4 separate regions of the Danio rerio genome follow, and all the other regions are linked to region 3. A link is a contact called in public Hi-C and HiChIP or PLAC-seq data. All regions are on one chromosome and are shown on one strand. Each heading gives the region's core, a stretch centred on a gene start, on an enhancer-like site or on the middle of the called end of the contact. The rest is flanking DNA. Distances are from core to core; before and after follow the strand shown.

Region 1 (2,700 bases), core at 132-2,631, 160 kb before region 3:
TTATATAGTACTGACTATAGATGACCACAGTATTTCTTCATGTGGGTTTTTCCTATTTAAAGCTGTTGTTGTCTTACCAGCGACTCCGACCTGGTGTGTGGCGAATGCTGGCAGCCGGTTTTGCCCCTCCGCGAGCCACACGCTCAGAACAGCCTGATCTCCGCGCGCGTGGTGGAAACTGAAGCCGTGACGTGCAGCAGCAGAACACACACGAGACTGAGAGATGGGGACATGGAGCCATACTGCAACACGGCCTTCTGAACGCCACTGATGCAGAGACACTGACACACACGCACACACACACACACACACACACACACACACACACACACACACACACACACACACACACACATTTACAAATATTATTATTCACTTATAGAAATTTACATATTTATAACACATTTTAGTTTCATATTTAGATATTAAAAAACAGGCCACACATTTGTTTTCAAATATAAAAGCAAAAACATAAAATCATGCCAAACACCACAGAGATTCAATGAGTTAAACTGTTCTCTGATATCTACATAGTAGGTGCTTAGGTAAGTTTAAAAAGTATCCAGAAATGGTTTTATATGCTCATTTATTACTCCATAAAAAGCCCCTACAAGCAGAAGCTCTATGTTGACCATTCCAAATATGGTCAATAGAGATCAAAGATGCCCCAAAGTAAGGCCCGCTGGCCAAGGTGGCCCACTGTAACCTTTGATTTGGCCCAACATCGCATCTGAGAGGAGAGTGAGTATGATGGAGAGGTTGTGGGGAATGCCTTTAACACAGAGATCTTCATTTCTAATTTGACGTAACACCCAAATAGATAAAATAAAAAGGTTAGGTAAAAAGCTTTTGCGAGTTTTAATCTCAACTTTATATTTTATCTACAAGTTTTTTCATTCAGAGGCAAGAACGGGCTTTCATACCGCTGCTGTAGGCTCAACACTTGCTGAATTAACTACTTTAAAAGAAATCCATTGTTTTGATGATGTTTTGATGAATGAATAATGAATAATTAAGCCTAAAGATGAGCTTTTATAATTTAAAAAATACATTGGCAAAAAAACACTTCTCATCAGATGGTGTATTATTCTCGTACCCTTCAGCAGATCACTGAACTCCTCCTCGCTGATGTCCGGCGGAAAGTCTCGCACCGTCACGCCGCCAAACCGATCAACATCTCCGGCCAGCAGAGGCGGACAGAGCCGCTCCTCACAGCCGGAGCAGAAGCGAGCAGAGCCAGCAGAGACCAGCCGGAACTTTCCGAAAACAGATGAGGCCCTGGAGGAGCCAGAAGTGACCCTAAAGAACCCAGAAGACACCCTGCACAACCCAGAGGAGACCCTACAGAACCCGGCTGACATGATCCACAAAACCATCATCGATCAAACCAAAACAACATAAGAACGAGCGCGCCGTAAACACTGCAGTACTCGCGCACAGGAAAATGCAGAGCAAGACTAGTTTATTTCTATAGCACACTTCATTCATAATGGTAATTCAAAGTGCTTTACTTAAACAAGAATAAAAGTATTAAGTATAAGAATAATAAAGAAAAAAGTGTAAGAAAATAAAAACTACAAAGAATAAAAATGATTAAAAACAGATCACAATGTGTTAAAACTGGTTTTAATGAATGCATAAACATTTATAATTATTTCTGTCTTTTTTATTCCTTTATTTATTTTGCATAAGAAATTTTTTTGCTGCTTGTTCCAATTACAATGGGGAGAAGGGGGTCAACTTTTTCAGTAATGTTAGAGTAAAACATGCTTCAGTGAATCAAATCTATGTACTAATTTAAATTACATATAATTTATTAATGAAATGTTTTTAAGGTTTCAGTGTTTTGAGGAATATTTAGTGTTTCCTGACTTACAGACACTCTGATCAGCTATTTCTGCAAACTGTGGGTCAAACTATACAAACTATGCGTCTCATCCTTTACTATAATGAGTCTAATATTTCACTTTTAGGCTATATGTAGATAAAAACTGATACAATTACACTAACTTAATCAATTTGCATTGGGATGACATGATGGGATTGTATGGAACCCTGCATTTTTACAGTGTGTTGCAATGTTTGTACGACCAGGAAACATGAGAACCCTCATTAACCACATGTCATGCTAACACAAAACATGATGACAAGAACATAAACCATCACAGCAAAACCACACCAGTGCAAGTAAACTTACAACAAAGCATTTATCAGCACAATACTTCATTATTGTATTGCCTCCATCTAAATGAACCTATAATTAAACTGTAAAAATGCAAGGCTGTTTGACTAATTATTATCAAACAAACGCAATGATATGTTGTTTTAGGTATATTTGCAGAGCAAAAACAGTTATGACCATACTAATACATTTATCTGTTAAATAAATGATATGAAAATAGACTGTATTAAATGAGCTTGTGGATTTTGACTGTAAATACAGTTTAAATTTGAAGAATTTTTTAATTCAATTCAATACTAATTCATCTTAATGTTTTCAACACAAGAGCGTTAATACTGCTGTATGATATTAAGACAAAGACAATGAAGGAAAAATAAACAAGAGTAGCGAAAACAACATTATACATCAGGTAAAACAGAAGATCTGCTGCTGGCCTCATGAATCCTCGTGCTCGTCTCCAGATCTGCTCATTCTCACATTCTCATCTTCTGCTTTCTTTCCTAAATTAACCAAATCAT
Region 2 (2,700 bases), core at 104-2,603, 140 kb after region 3:
CAAGGAATCATCTTTGGATAAGTTTTTCAGGGTATCAGCACTTTAGGGTGAGACTATCAGTACTTTAGGGTGAGACTATTAGTAATTAATAGAGAGACTATCAGTACTTTACGGTGGGACTATCAGTATTTTAGTGTTGGACTATCAATACTTTAGAGAGGGGCTATCTACTTTAGGGCGAGACTATTAATACTTTAGGGTGGGACTATCAGTACTTCAGGGAGGGGCTATATGTACTTTAGGGTGGGACTATAAGTAGTTTAGGGCAGGGCTATTAGTACTTCAGGGAGGGGCTACTGTACTTTAAGATGGGACTATCAGCACTTTAGGGTGAGATTATCAGTACTTTAGGACGGGACTATCAGTAGTTTAGGGTGGGACCATCAGTACTTTCGGCAGGGACTATCAGTACTTTGGGGAGGGGCTATTTACATTAGGACGGGACTATCAGTAGTTTAGGACGAGACTATCAGTAGTTTAGGATGGGACTATCAGTATTTTCGGCAGGGACTATCAGTACTTTGGGGAGGGGCTATTTACATTAGGGTGGGACTATCAGTATTTTAGGGTGAGGCTATCTGTACTTTACGGTGGGATTATACAATTAGGGCGGGGCTAAAGTAATTTAGGGCGGGGCTATCTGTACTTTAGAGAGGAACTATCAGTACTTTGCGGGAACATCACAGCTCTGAATTTGTCCTTTCGTCCATCTTCCTTCATTTTGTTGGCGATGACCGTCTTTTAACAATCCAATCGATTCTCAAAGGACAAAATCACACACCACCTAACTTTTTTTTGCAGATTTGAAGAGGATTTACATCACATTAGTGGAAAAAATGACAATCTCAAAGTTTCAGGGCGACTTTAAGAGTTAATGTCCATATCTGTGCACATCGCAGAAACTGAAACATTTTGTTTTCTGCAAGGGTATGACCCAGGTATGAACACCGACACCACAATCAGCATCTGCTTGCACTGCTTAACTACATATTTACAATGAGGCGGAGGCGGTGGTATAATGTGCTGTATTTGTTTATTTTAGTTTGTTGTCTTCATATAGATGTCATTTGATGTACATATTTAACAACACCCACCAACCAAAATATATGGCATAACCCAGGATTGGACTGACCGGATCATCTGAGCATTTGTGTGGTTGAAACTTATTGGCTCGAGACTTCCGCTCTTTTTCAGGTCTGTCCTGCACTTTTTACAATAATTATCTTTCCAAAGCAACTCTCTCAGTTATTATTGGCACTGTTAACTCTTGTCATGCGTGTGCATATGTGTGAGTGCGTGTATGTGTGTGCGCATGCATGCGTCTGGCCAGAGCAGTGGAAAGGCACAGCAGAGATGTGACACGTGTGAAATGAGTCTGCCTGAATCTGCGCTGCCAGAGAGAGAGAAACAGAGTTACTACAACCATGTGCAGTGGCTTCAGTCCAGCGCTCTGTGTGTGTGTGTGTGTGTGTGTGTGTGTGTGTGTGTGTGTGTGTGTGTGTGTGTGTGTGTGTGTGTGTGTGTGTGTGTGTGTGTGTGTGTGTAGCATTAGTGCTGGCTAACTTTGCATAGTTCTCTTCAGATTTATTTATTCTGCTCTGAACTACGGCATTGTGGGTTTGCACTGACACACACTCAGAATCATACACACACACACGCACACACTGTCACACACACTAATTTTTACAGTGTTTTTTTTTACAGGATGCTGAGAGGACAGGCAAGCTACACACACACACTCACAGACAGAGACACACACTGATTATTGCAGTTATGTTTACAGGACTCAATAGTGTGACCTGCAGCACACACACACACACACACACACACACACACACACACACACACACAGAACTGCAGTGGACGTGTGTGTGTGCTGGAGAGCGGCTGCAGATTCCTCTGATATACCCAGAGCTGCTCCTCATAGTCTGGCATCTGTCCACAAACCACATGAAACTGAGCCTCTGCTGCGCGACCGAGACTTGCTGAGTCCACACACACGCACACACACACTCCTGGCAGATCGAAACGAGACAGTTAAGAATCACTCGGCGGATGCATTTATATCCAGAGTGACCCAGAACAGCTCATTCATACAGCAGGAAGAAGAAGATTATTCAAGTGTGCTATTTAAACTGAAACAACACAGAATATACTTGAGTTCAGCTTTTAAGAGCTTCTCTGAGATACACTTAAAGGTGCAGTGTGTAAGTTTGACACCCGGTGGCTGAGCTAGGTATTGCACTCCTGGTTCAATACAAATGCAAGCGCAGGTTGCCAGATTGACGACACCAGCAGCAGTGTGCCTAAAGACTGATTTAAACAGTGTTATAAAGAAAAGCAACGGCACATGATAGAAGAAATGTTCTCCATATTAAAAGGAGTTGAAACTGATATATTAGAAACGGCTTCTGCTTCTCACAGCTGAGCAGTAGAAAACTGACAGTGATCAGCTCAGCTACAGCTCATGTGCTTTACTCAGTGTTAAATGCTAATGTGAGTTTTACATGACATTTATTCCTGTACTACTGACAGCAGCAGCAGATAGTTCAGCTCAGATCTGGAGAATATATTGTGCTGGAGTGCAGTGAGTGCACTATTGTGTGCTTCTGAATGGCTGTGTTTACATTTCTGTCCTGTTTCGTCTGCTGCAAACAGTCAAACTGCTCATCACTGGGTATCTCATCATGTATCGTGTTG
Region 3 (2,700 bases), core at 143-2,642:
TATTTTGTTTAAATGCACCAAAATACACTGACTATATCACTGACAAATGGAGGAACATGTTCATCTTCAAAATGGGCTGGACTCAATTATACTGAGCGCTGTATATATATATATATATATATATATATGACAGAATAAGTATGTTGTTCACAATTACATAAATATTGTATACACTTATTGACTATTTCACACGTTTTTTTTTTAGGGTGAAACCTTCTCAAATGTTATTTAAAGCATTAAACATGCACTCAATGTGTTTTCTTTCTCTCCATACATTTACTTTTACATTGCTTTAAATTAAATTTCATGCAAACAATACGATTTCTTTGACCCATATCCGCATTGTAGTGAATTGCTGTTGCATCTGATTGTATTAATTAACAAAAATTATGAAAATGAATCAAATTTAGAGCAATTCTGAGCACAGACTGGTGCTTTAATGTGATTTATAAGACCTTTTAAATCCTACAGACAGGGAAAACTATCACAGTTGTGATTTTTTTTTTTTAACAAATGAGGCACCCTAAAATAGACATTATTTATTTCATGCATATTTTTAGATTAAACCTTCTCAAATGTTCTTTAAAACATTGAACATGCATTGAATATGTTCCCTTTCTCTCCATACATTTGCTTTTACGTTGCTTACTGTGAACAATACGATTTCTCTGACACACATCTGCATTTTAGTGATGAGCTATTGCATCTTATTGTATTAAATTACTACAATTATGAAAATACATCAAATTTAGAACAATTCTGAGCACAGACTGATGCTTTTTAATGTGGTTTATAAGACCTTTTCAATCCTACAGACAAAACAGGATCACAGTTGTGTTTTTTTAACAAATAAGGCACACTAAAACATAGATTAAATAAATGCAACATCTACAAATATACCTCCTAGACCGAAAAAAAAAGATGTCTGCAAAATTGTGTCAAACAATAAACGTGTTGAATTTAAACAAATTAAATTGAGTAATGTTCAACTTAATTTGTTTACATTTAGCCTAAATAAAGTTTACAACCACTTAATTTAGTAAATCCAAGGAATCACCCTTGAGTATTTTATTTTCAGTGCAGTAAAATATGCACAGTTGAGCTGCTAAAAGCGACGGCTGGCATATAAATGAGCAGTCGGTGTTATTATGGGCACATAACGGTACATTCAATACCTGGAGCGCAACTCTCTTATAACAGTCCGTCTGAGCCATGATTGACGTCTCCCTCGTCCAATCAGAGCCCTGCTCGATGACTTTACAATAGAACGCGGAGCCAAAGAGAGGCGTGGCCGCACGCAGGAGGCCAATAGCAGCAGAGCAGGGCGGGAGTTTTCTCAACTCGGGCTTTTGTTCTCAGTCAGGGCAGCAAAGAGAAGTTTGCTCACCGTTATTCCGCGGGACATCCCGTAGCAGAATCACAGGGATACACCGAGAGCTCGCTTATTTCCTTCAGGGAAATCATTAAAATAAGATTTAGAAAGCTCACATTGTGAGGTGGGAGGATTTACAAAAGAGCGAACTTTTTAGTTTAGCTCACAATGGAAACTCCATCATCATCACCACCATCATCATCATCATCATGAGAGGAGTTTTACTGCACGATCTCTGACAGGATTTTACAGCAGCTACACCTCTTCAACTTTCCTCAAACAGAGCATAAAGCAGTTTTAAGGAATACCCCTGTGGATTAATCAACTTTCAGCGCGAGTTCCGAGTCTCTTTCTCTCCGTTTTAATGGATATAATGCTGCAAATCTGAGGTGAATGTATGAGGCTCGGGAAAACCCGGACTGCATCTGCGATCATGGCGCTTTCAGGTACCTCCACGCACCTCGTTCTGCTCGTGTTCTGGACTTTATCGCGCTGTTCTGTCTCCAGTCAAGTTCGGCAGGAGTTTGAGGTTCTTGAGGAGCAGCCGGTGGGCACCTATGTGGGCACCATCGAGACCAAACCCGCCTTCACGTACAGATTCAGCGAGCAGCACAAACTTTTTTCCATCAACGCGACGACGGGCGTCATCTACACGTCCTCCGTGATCGATCGGGAAGTTCTGCCCGGGAACATCATCAATGTGGTGGTGCTGTCCAGCCAGCCGACTTACCCGACTGAAGTGCGCATCGTGGTGCTGGATATCAATGATAACGCGCCCGTGTTTCCCGACGCGTCGATAGTGGTGTCGTTTAAAGAGGACGCGAGCAGCGGGCGGCAGGTCATTCTGGACACCGCCACCGACGCGGACATCGGTAGCAACGGAGTGGATCACACCACATACCGGATCATCAGCGGGAACGACCAGCGGAAATTCCGCCTGGACATCACCGTCAACCCGAGCGGAGAGGGCGCGTTTTTACACCTAGTCTCCACTGGAGGGCTGGACAGAGAAACGACTCCATTCTACCAGCTGCTTATTCAAGTGGAAGATAAAGGAGAGCCCAAAAAGTTTGGCTATCTTCAAGTAAACGTCACTATTCAGGATATAAACGACAACCCTCCCTCTTTTGACCATGAGCAGTATCAGACTAGTGTGTTTGAGGATGCTGCCGTCGGCTCTAGTGTGCTGCAGATTGCAGCCAGTGATCTGGATGAAGGTGCAAACGCTGAAATAACCTATCTTTTAGATGAGGGGACTCCTTTTCAGATTGACCCCAAGGCTGGGACTGTTGTTATAAAGGAGGGGTTGGATTACGAGACTAAAAGGG
Region 4 (2,700 bases), core at 201-2,700, 250 kb after region 3:
AATAAAATACTAAATAAAACAATAACAGTTAAGACTGAGACGTGTTATATGAACACAAAAGTGGTGGGTGGGTAATGTAGTGTTTGAGAGCGCTCAGGAATGCGTAGTTCACAACGGTAGCGTGGCCGAGCGGTCTAAGGCGCTGGATTAAGGCTCCAGTCTCTTCGGGGGCGTGGGTTCGAATCCCACCGCTGCCAGAAACGTTTTTAATTTATTAGCACATTATAATAATAAAAGGGCGACTTATGCTAATAATCACAACATGTTCCAAAGTAACTTCACATACAGCTAAACACACACTATTTCGCGCTGTTTCCCACTCTGAGGTGATTGTGGGTCTTATTATATAATTATATATATTATATATTATTATATAATAATTATTAATCACCTGTTTTAAATGGTCTGGCTGTAAAAGTAAGAGGGGCGTATCACCCTGTCTTCTGCAAAACCCCGATTAGGAGAAACACATCACACATCTATGACTGAAACAACAGTCTGTTCTTCCAGAAACAACAGTGACACATCTATTCCAGAAGATCATCAGGGTTTTAAAGGTGTATTCAACCCAAAATAAACATTCTGCCATCAGTTACTCAGCCTCGAGCCCTTCCAAACCCCTACGACTTTCCTATACAGTCAACAAATTAGGTTTTCCCTAAAAATTGAATGAAAATTCCTCCCTAAACACCCTGAAAAGGTTTGACATGAGTCAGAAATGTCAATTTCTCCATATCTGCCATGGTCGATCATCAGTTAAAACAGCACCTAATTAAACTGTATCCTAATAGAGCAAAACATGTCTACTTTAGAGACAGATGACGGAGTAAGCGCAACACCTATTTTAATACTGTCTATGATCCTCACCCAAACTATATTGAGAGGATCTGAAATTAATATGAGGAAGAGAGATCCTATTTTACTGTGCTAATAAATGTATGGATAAGAGTAAAATCTTTATGTTATTAATTAATATTATTAAGTTTTATGCACACAAATGTAACTGGACACACGTATTGTCCAATATCTCCCATTCCAAAGTTTATTATTATTATATTATCATCAGTACTAGTTTAGTATATTATAATATGGTATAGTGTTATATTATATATACACATATATGTGTTACTAAAATTCCCGAACCTCTTCTTTTCTTGATTATTTAGTTAAACATTAATGTATTTGCTTCTTTATTAGTACTTTATTCATAATATATTTAATTATTATGATTTCCTCAGTTTTTTCAGCAATAATGTGAATATATGTCGTGGTTCTAATTGTTAAATATGAATGTAATAACAGCATATGATCAAACAAAACATTCCCTGACACTCATTAGCACACGATCTTCACCCACAGAACTGCACTGACCCATGGAGACCAACAGGCGGCGCTTTCGTTCGTTCAGAGCTGTAGTTTCTTCTTCTCGCCTGTTTCGCGTTTCCAGTTAGCGGTATAAACTTCCGGCTGTCCGCGGCTCTGTAACGGATCGGTGTATTCGGTTGTGTTGTCGGTGTGTCCGTGATGGCGGCGCTTCACCCCGGAGACCCGCAGCTCGTGTCGGTGATCGTGAATCATCTGAAGACCGAAGGACTGTTCGACCAGTTCCGCAGAGACTGCCTGGCGGACGTGGACACAAAGGCAAAACACACACACACACACACACACACACACACACACACACACACACACACACACCTCTATCTTCATTCTCACACACACACACACACCAAAATATACAGATAAACAAAAATAAACACACGTTAATATATATATATATATATATATATATATATATATATATATATATATATATATATATATATATATATATATATATATACACACACACACACACACACCCTCTCTCAGTCCGTCTCGGCAGTACAGCAGCGCAGTGATTATATTCAGTATAATGGAGCAGCTCTGAGCAGATGGAAACAGAGCTGAGTGTGTTTGTGGAGGATCTCATGTGACACATCAGGATTCTGCTGTATTTAGTGTGATGATGATGATGATGATGATGATGACAGCAGTACAGGGTTTAGGGCGGGCGCTGCTGATGTTTATGTGCTCATCCTTCATGTAAATCCAGATGTTTATATCAGTTTATAACAGTAGGTGCTTGAGTGTGTGTGTATATATAATGAGTTTAATGGTCAGTATGGTGTTGATAATCTTCAGGACATCAGAGTTTCAGGTGTGCTACAGTAGGTTTATCTGTGTAGTTTATTGTGTGTGTTTGTGTGTGTGTGTGTGTGTGTGTGTCTCCTCCAGCCGGCATATCTGCACCTGCGGCAGCGTGTTGACAACTTTGTGTCCAATCATCTGGCAAACCACACCTGGAGCCCACAGCTGAACAAGAACCAGCTGAGGAACAGCATCAGACAGCTGGTGCAGCAGTACGTCTGTCTCGATACCTGTCTGTCTCTATACCTGTCTGTCTGTCTCTATACCTGTCTGTCTCTATACCTGTCTGTCTGTCTCTATACCTGTCTGTCTCTATACCTGTCTGTCTCTATACCTGTCTGTCTGTCTCTATACCTGTCTGTCTCTATACCTGTCTGTCTCTATACCTGTCTGTCTGTCTGTCTCTATACCTGTCTGTCTGTCTGTCTCTATACCTGTCTGTCTCTATACCTGTCTGTCTGTCTGTCTCTATACCTGTCTGTCTGTCTCTATACCTGTCTGTCTGTCTGT

Evidence for each region. A called contact is a pair of places that touch in the nucleus more often than the background predicts. HiChIP or PLAC-seq counts read pairs in DNA pulled down with a chosen protein or histone mark.
Region 1: an H3K4me3 HiChIP or PLAC-seq map of gastrula embryo shows a contact between it and region 3, with 3 times the contacts expected there. The contact joins the promoter of nudt6 here to the promoter of fat4 in region 3. A contact is called at or near these places in 2 of 4 datasets of contacts at active chromatin or transcription factors (embryo and gastrula embryo).
Region 2: a Hi-C map of an unstated tissue shows a contact between it and region 3, with 2.6 times the contacts expected there. The contact joins the enhancer-like site here to the promoter of fat4 in region 3. A contact is called at or near these places in 2 of 18 Hi-C or Micro-C datasets (embryo and an unstated tissue) and 2 of 4 datasets of contacts at active chromatin or transcription factors (caudal fin and gastrula embryo).
Region 4: a contact with region 3 is called in an H3K4me3 HiChIP or PLAC-seq map of gastrula embryo, with 2.1 times the contacts expected there. The contact joins the promoter of bod1l1 here to the promoter of fat4 in region 3. A contact is called at or near these places in 2 of 4 datasets of contacts at active chromatin or transcription factors (embryo and gastrula embryo).

The regions. Positions count from the first base shown.
Region 1 is chr14:749,012-751,711 of GRCz12tu, reverse strand. It overlaps nudt6 (nudix (nucleoside diphosphate linked moiety X)-type motif 6), which reads right to left and starts at 1,381. Exons shown (of 5, transcript NM_001089522.2): 1 at 1,097-1,381; 2 at 78-281. The coding sequence starts at 1,376.
Region 2 is chr14:450,609-453,308 of GRCz12tu, reverse strand. No RefSeq gene overlaps it. Among named protein-coding and RNA genes, the nearest start is that of zgc:92045, 87 kb to the right of the region's middle. Within about 2 kb of position 1,353, at least 11 of the 62 cell types and tissues checked have an H3K27ac peak or open chromatin away from gene starts, as enhancers often do.
Region 3 is chr14:589,653-592,352 of GRCz12tu, reverse strand. It overlaps fat4 (FAT atypical cadherin 4), which reads left to right and starts at 1,392. Exons shown (of 17, transcript XM_073922402.1): 1 at 1,392-2,700. The coding sequence starts at 1,770.
Region 4 is chr14:339,310-342,009 of GRCz12tu, reverse strand. It overlaps bod1l1 (biorientation of chromosomes in cell division 1-like 1), which reads left to right and starts at 1,450. Exons shown (of 24, transcript XM_009307627.5): 1 at 1,450-1,641; 2 at 2,278-2,402. The coding sequence starts at 1,525. trnal-aag (transfer RNA leucine (anticodon AAG)) reads left to right here and starts at 116; the gene lies at 116-197.